Linked DNA regions of Bicyclus anynana: region 2 is linked to region 1. A link is a contact called in public Hi-C data. All regions are on one chromosome and are shown on one strand. The core of a region is the stretch at or near the end of the contact, and the rest is flanking DNA. Distances in the headings are between cores, read along the strand shown. Region 1 holds the start of LOC112053606. Region 2 has its middle 21 kb from the start of LOC128198645.

Region 1 (2,916 bases), core at 200-2,699:
CATTTTTAATTTACATATTCATGGTAATTTACAGCTTTCTATTAGGAGTAAAAGTCTCTGCGCTAAACCGTTGAAGGACGGACATGACAAAACTTTAAGGGATCCATGTGGATTACGGAACCCTAAGGAATACTTTTTGGGATATACTTTGAAGAGTGTGCACAGAAACTTTCCAATCTACTAAAATCCTCCATCTCCACAGAACAGGGAGATGCTGTGAAAAATGGCATCAACGTTTTGCATCAACTTTATAATAAAAACCGCCAAAATGTAAAATGCCGGCTACCGGTCTGAATGAAATGAAAATGAAAAGCTGGTAGTGGAACATAAAAGGCAGCAAAGCAATATTTTTTTAATACGTTAAGTACCTATTATTACAAAACAGAGTCTATTACTCGCAGTTAGCATCTTGATATTTTTAATTAGAACAATATAGATAACATCTATTGCAAATAAATAGTTTTTTATGCAATAACAAATTGCATAAAAATTTATTTTCTTGCTATTATACCTACTGCCAAATCTGTTACTGAAGAAGTTATCATTTTTTTCCAACTTTGGAATACCGTACGAATATTTCACTTACAGAAAAAACGCGCCAAAAAGAGTTTGCATTTAATTTGCTTAATAAATGAAAATGTTGTAGAGAAATTGGAAAGTTTTCCCACTTTTCCATAACTATTTACAATCAACTCAGAGTGCCTATGAATAGATTTATTTTTGTATTTATATTATTTTTTGCAATAGGAGTTGATGTAACAAACATAAGGGTTATCTGACGTTAAGTAAAAAACAATCGCATACACCTACCTGAACACTTATTCATCATAATCATCATCATATCAGCCAATGGACGTACTGCACGAAATAGGCCTTTTGTAGGGACTTCCAAACACCATGGTCCTGAGTCGCCTGCATCCAGCGACTTGCAATTTGCTTGATCTCATCAGTCCACTCGTTGAAGGATCAACCAACACTGCGCTTTCTAGTGTGGGGTCACCATTCCAGCACGTTGGGAACGTATCATTATAATAAAATCGTAAGAAAGTCACAACTAACCTATGTTTTGCATTGCCAATGATGCACTAATATGACGGTGGTACTAGCTTAAGCTCCTGCTCACAATCTCTGAAATATATTTAGTGTCATTGAGATCACACGTAAACAAAAATGACAAAATTTGAATTCCACGTGGACTGAGTTTCGATACGAGGAGTTGCCACCTAACTGTGCCTTAATCAACCAAAAAGTATGTTATCAAATGTTGCATTGCCTAATTGTCAGTTCGAAATACAAATTACTTAAATTTCGATTACTCACCGATCCGCCCTACGTCAATTATTGCTTTCTTATTGATAAGCCGTCAGTACAAAGCACAATGGGCAAGCACGCGCGATGCTTCGATTGCACCTACAGCCAGCTGGTAGAAAGTACACCAGTAGTGTTCGCTCGAGTTCAGTTGTTGACAGCACGCGGTAGATATCGTACGTATAGACGCAAATGTGACCGGCCGACACGGGGGAGATAGTTGCGTCGTGAAAGACAATAAAATAAATTAAAAAGAAAAATAAATAAACAATAAAATGGGTGCCTGTGTGAGGATTATTGTCCTGTTTCTTATGGTTTCTGCAGCGGTCGCCGTACCTGCGGGAAACTCGAAATGGATTCCAAAGATCGATGGTAAGTCATACTCACAACAATACTTTCTTTTAGACATATTTTGAAATTTTCTCTATTCTGCGATTTTTTCCATTGCACACAAAAGCCTACAAAAATGAACAAATTACTACATAAGAAGATTTATTTTTTAAGTTATATATTTCGATTTATGTCAGCTTAGACTATTCTATTGTTCCATAAAATATTTTAATAAAAATTTGTTCTGGATGGTAAAAAACATCTGTCATTTAACCTGACATAATACCAAAACCAATTAATAAAACCGGCTTTGTTAATAAAACATCAATTAATTAGCTATAACAGTGAACTATGAAAAGAAATTGCTGAACTAACAAAGACATCACTAATTAATAGAATGAATTGTTTATTATTAACGGCGAATTGCACACGCATTGCTGCAAATAAATGGTCCGTGTTGTGAACTTGAACTGATATGCAAAAAAGAAAGGAAAACTTGAGCGATGTTGCAAAAAAACTGTTGCAAGAGAATTCACCGCTAAAAATTGCGATAAGAGTTTTACGGATAATTTTACTGAATGCGATTGCTCGCCGCCGATTGACAATGACCTACTGGTGGCAACGACACGCTTTGATGCTTGTAAAAACTAAAACATCAAACATCGTTTCCTAATAGACAATTTAAATAAAGTTATCGTAAATAAATACGTAAACAGATAGCTGTAAGTACAATATTGCCAACAAATAATCATAAAAAATCGTCGAAATAAATAAAACCTACATTTTTTGATAATTGCAATCGAACGGTATCCTATGAGAAGAGAGAACAATCAATTAAGCATAACTCAATGTACAATAATTATTCTATTAATATACACGTAATATATACATTAAAGCGAAGAGTAATATGTTCAAATGTGACTATATTTAAAGGTAAACCCCGAACTACTAATGAAATAAATTGAATTTAATACGTTTAAATTTATACTCAACTATCAGAACCCAGCGGTTTCATCCGCGTAGTACCCATTCCCGTAAGATATGGGGATAAAATATAGCCTATGTTACTCGTTCTTAATGTATCTTTCCATTGGTGAAAGATTGTTTAGATCGGTTCAGTAGTCTATACAGTATACATATAGGTACATAGATAAATGCAATAATATCCACATTATGGTTTTTTTCATTTTTACGAATTTTAACAAATAAAGACAATCAATAAAATAAATAAAGACGAAACAAATTAATAGATATAAACGGAAATGACACTACTTCATT
Region 2 (2,916 bases), core at 251-2,750, 120 kb before region 1:
TAATATATTGTTGCAAATTATTTTTTTAGTGGGTCAAACTTCTATACATTGTCTGGCATTGTCCTTTATAGTATTGAAATTTTCGAATCGAAATCAAATAGACCACGTCAATATTGAAAAACAGGCTAAGAATTGATTAGGATTTTTGTTTTTAATTACTATAACTTCGCGATTTATCTAGATACGACGTCAGAAAACGCAACAAAAAGAGATTTAACAAAACGTACAATAATAGGTATGTACATGTACATCCCTGCATCCGTACCACTTGGCTCGGCCAAGTGGTACGTCGATTCTCTTTTTACAAGCGCTAACACTTTAACAAGTAGAGAAATGTATGGGAATGGCAGATCCAATCGATAACTTGATCACGTGACCTGTCGATAACTAATGTCATTCCTGTACATTTTTTAAATTTTCGAAGCTGATTCATAAGGATTACAATACACAATTTTCCAAAAAAAAATTAATAAACGTGCCTAGCGGGCAGCCAGATAGTGTGACAGAGTATTCGATTTGTCGTGCGGTCGTATGGTGTAAACAGTCTAAGATCTACAAACCGATATTGGTCGGGCGGTGAAGTTTTGTTAATCCTGCTCGCGTTCACCTAATTTATACGCGTTGACTCCGACACGATCGGCTATTGCGTATGCGCCATCTACGAAACCGCGGCGCCACATCGACAGCTCACTTATTGCTTTGAAAACAGATCATCAGTATCAACCTATATTTTAATCACTGCTGAGCTCGAGTCTCCTCTCAGAATGAAATCAAAAATACTTGAACGTTGGTTACGAACGCCAAAGTTGAGTCAAACTATCGTTCGGATAGCCGTTTCAGTTAATAATGTTATTGCGAAAAGATGCAATCCTTGAGAAGCTTTTTCTTCAATGAATCAAGGGCCAATAAGAAGAAGAGAAGACTTTGGTATCGACTCGCATCTTTTTTAAAATTCTTTCACAATTTAGCCTTTGACTACAAACTTACCTAAGTGATAAGTGATGATGGAATCTAAGATGGAAGCTGGCTAAATTGTTAGGAAGAGGATGAAAATCCACACCCCTTTCTGTTTCTACACGACATCGTACCGGAACGCTAAATCACTTGGCGGTACATCTTTGCCGGTAGGGTGGTAACTAGCCAAGGCGTAAGCCTCCCACCAGCCAGTCCTGGATCACGTAAGGTCCAGCCGGGGATCGAACCCAGGACCTCCGTCTTGTAAATCCACCGCGCACACCACTGCGCCACGGAGGCCGCCAAAATGTCCGTATTACTAGTTTTTTTTTTAATAATCTAGAATATACATGTAGGTCAAACACAGATCATCCTTTTATAAAATCGGTTAGCAAGGACAAAAAAAATGCCGAACTGTATTGAAATGTCTGCGGTATTTTAATTTGTCCCGTCGTCTAGCGAAGCATTTCATCGAGCCAATAAAGCCGAACGTGAGCGAGCGAAGCGTGTTTACACGTAGTATCGCCCACTTCAAAGCGGGGACAAAATGTTCTATCGTTTGGACATATTGTATGACGGCCTGCGGTCAGGCGGAATGCTAAAGCTCGGCACACATAACTTGATCAAAGATATTTTAAAGCTGAAATTTATATCACAGGAACTTTACGATCTAGTTCCTCCGTCCCCATTCTACCACAGAAGACGAGACGCCGTGAAAAATGGCATCCCTTTGATGTCAACGTTCCTAATAAGAACTGCCAAAATATGGAATGCCCTTCCGGCGTCTGTGTTTCCTGACACGTATAATTTGTGCACCTTCAAGGCAAGAGTGGCTAGGCATCTTCTAGGCAAGCGCGCTTTATCTTAGACCTCATCATTGCTTTCCATCAGGCTTGATTGTGGTCAAGCGTAAGCCTATACTACATAAATATATATATATCAATTTCATGCCGGCTGAACGTTAAAAAGTAATTGTTCTATGTATAAAGCTAGCAGAACATCGTGGTTTCACCTACGTAGTTCCCATTCTTCTGTAAATCTATACTAATATTATGAAGCTGAAGAGTTTGTTTGTTAGCATGAACGCGCTTATCTCAGGAACTACTAAGATAAGATAAGATAGATTATTAGAAGGCTTACGGAAGTGGGAACCACGCCGGTGAAACCACGCGGCGTCAGCTGGTATGGATATAAAATATCGTATATACTATATACTTACTATGCTACTCCCTGATAATTTAGCTTTCTGCTGGTGAAAGGATTATTTAAATTGTCTAGTAGTTGTTCAGTATTTTCGTTACATACAATAGTATAAAAATACAAATTTTTCCTCTTTCTAATATATTGTGTAGTAATAAAAGTGTAGATTTAGTATTTTATACCCAACATCGTTTTTCGTACGTACCTCTACGTCTATGTGATTGCAAAATATTTCCTCGACGTAAAAATAAAATAATGCTCAGGTATTATTTTATTTTTAACCGACTTCAAAAAGGAGGAGGTTCTCAATTAAGTCGGTATTTTTTTTTTACATTTTAAGTAAGTAGATAATTCAATTATAACTTTCCTTATTGGTATTTACACGTCAACAAAGTTCACGTGTAAAGTCTTCGCTATAACTGGAATGCAAGCTTTAAGGGTTGATACTCTGATAGTGATCTGCGGTCGCGTTGTATGAATGAACCTTGGAGATCAGAGATAAGCTGTTAATAGGCGTTCATGTGACTTCAGCATAATCGCTTCGTAGGGAAACAAATATCAAAGGATTTTTTAGATAACTAACTATGAATACAAACTTAATAAAAATATAATAGGTAAAAACATACTACACGCTGCCTCGTTAACCCACTTGTTAGCCTGGTTTCGGTGATTTCACATCAAGAGGTCCTGGGTTCGAATCCTGGGTCGAGCTATGAGATACTGATTTTTTCTTTCTTCTATGGAATTCATTTTAAAATATCA

Evidence for each region. A called contact is a pair of places that touch in the nucleus more often than the background predicts.
Region 2: a contact with region 1 is called in a Hi-C map of whole body, with 5 times the contacts expected there. The contact joins the enhancer-like site here to the promoter of LOC112053606 in region 1. A contact is called at or near these places in 2 of 2 Hi-C or Micro-C datasets (whole body and whole larva).

What each region holds. Positions count from the first base shown.
Region 1 is chr13:9,437,139-9,440,054 of ilBicAnyn1.1, reverse strand. It overlaps LOC112053606, which reads left to right and starts at 1,449. Exons shown (of 2, transcript XM_052884972.1): 1 at 1,449-1,680. The coding sequence starts at 1,584.
Region 2 is chr13:9,558,900-9,561,815 of ilBicAnyn1.1, reverse strand. No RefSeq gene overlaps it. Among protein-coding and RNA genes, the nearest start is that of LOC128198645, 21 kb to the right of the region's middle. Within about 2 kb of position 1,500, at least 4 of the 8 cell types and tissues checked have open chromatin away from gene starts, as enhancers often do.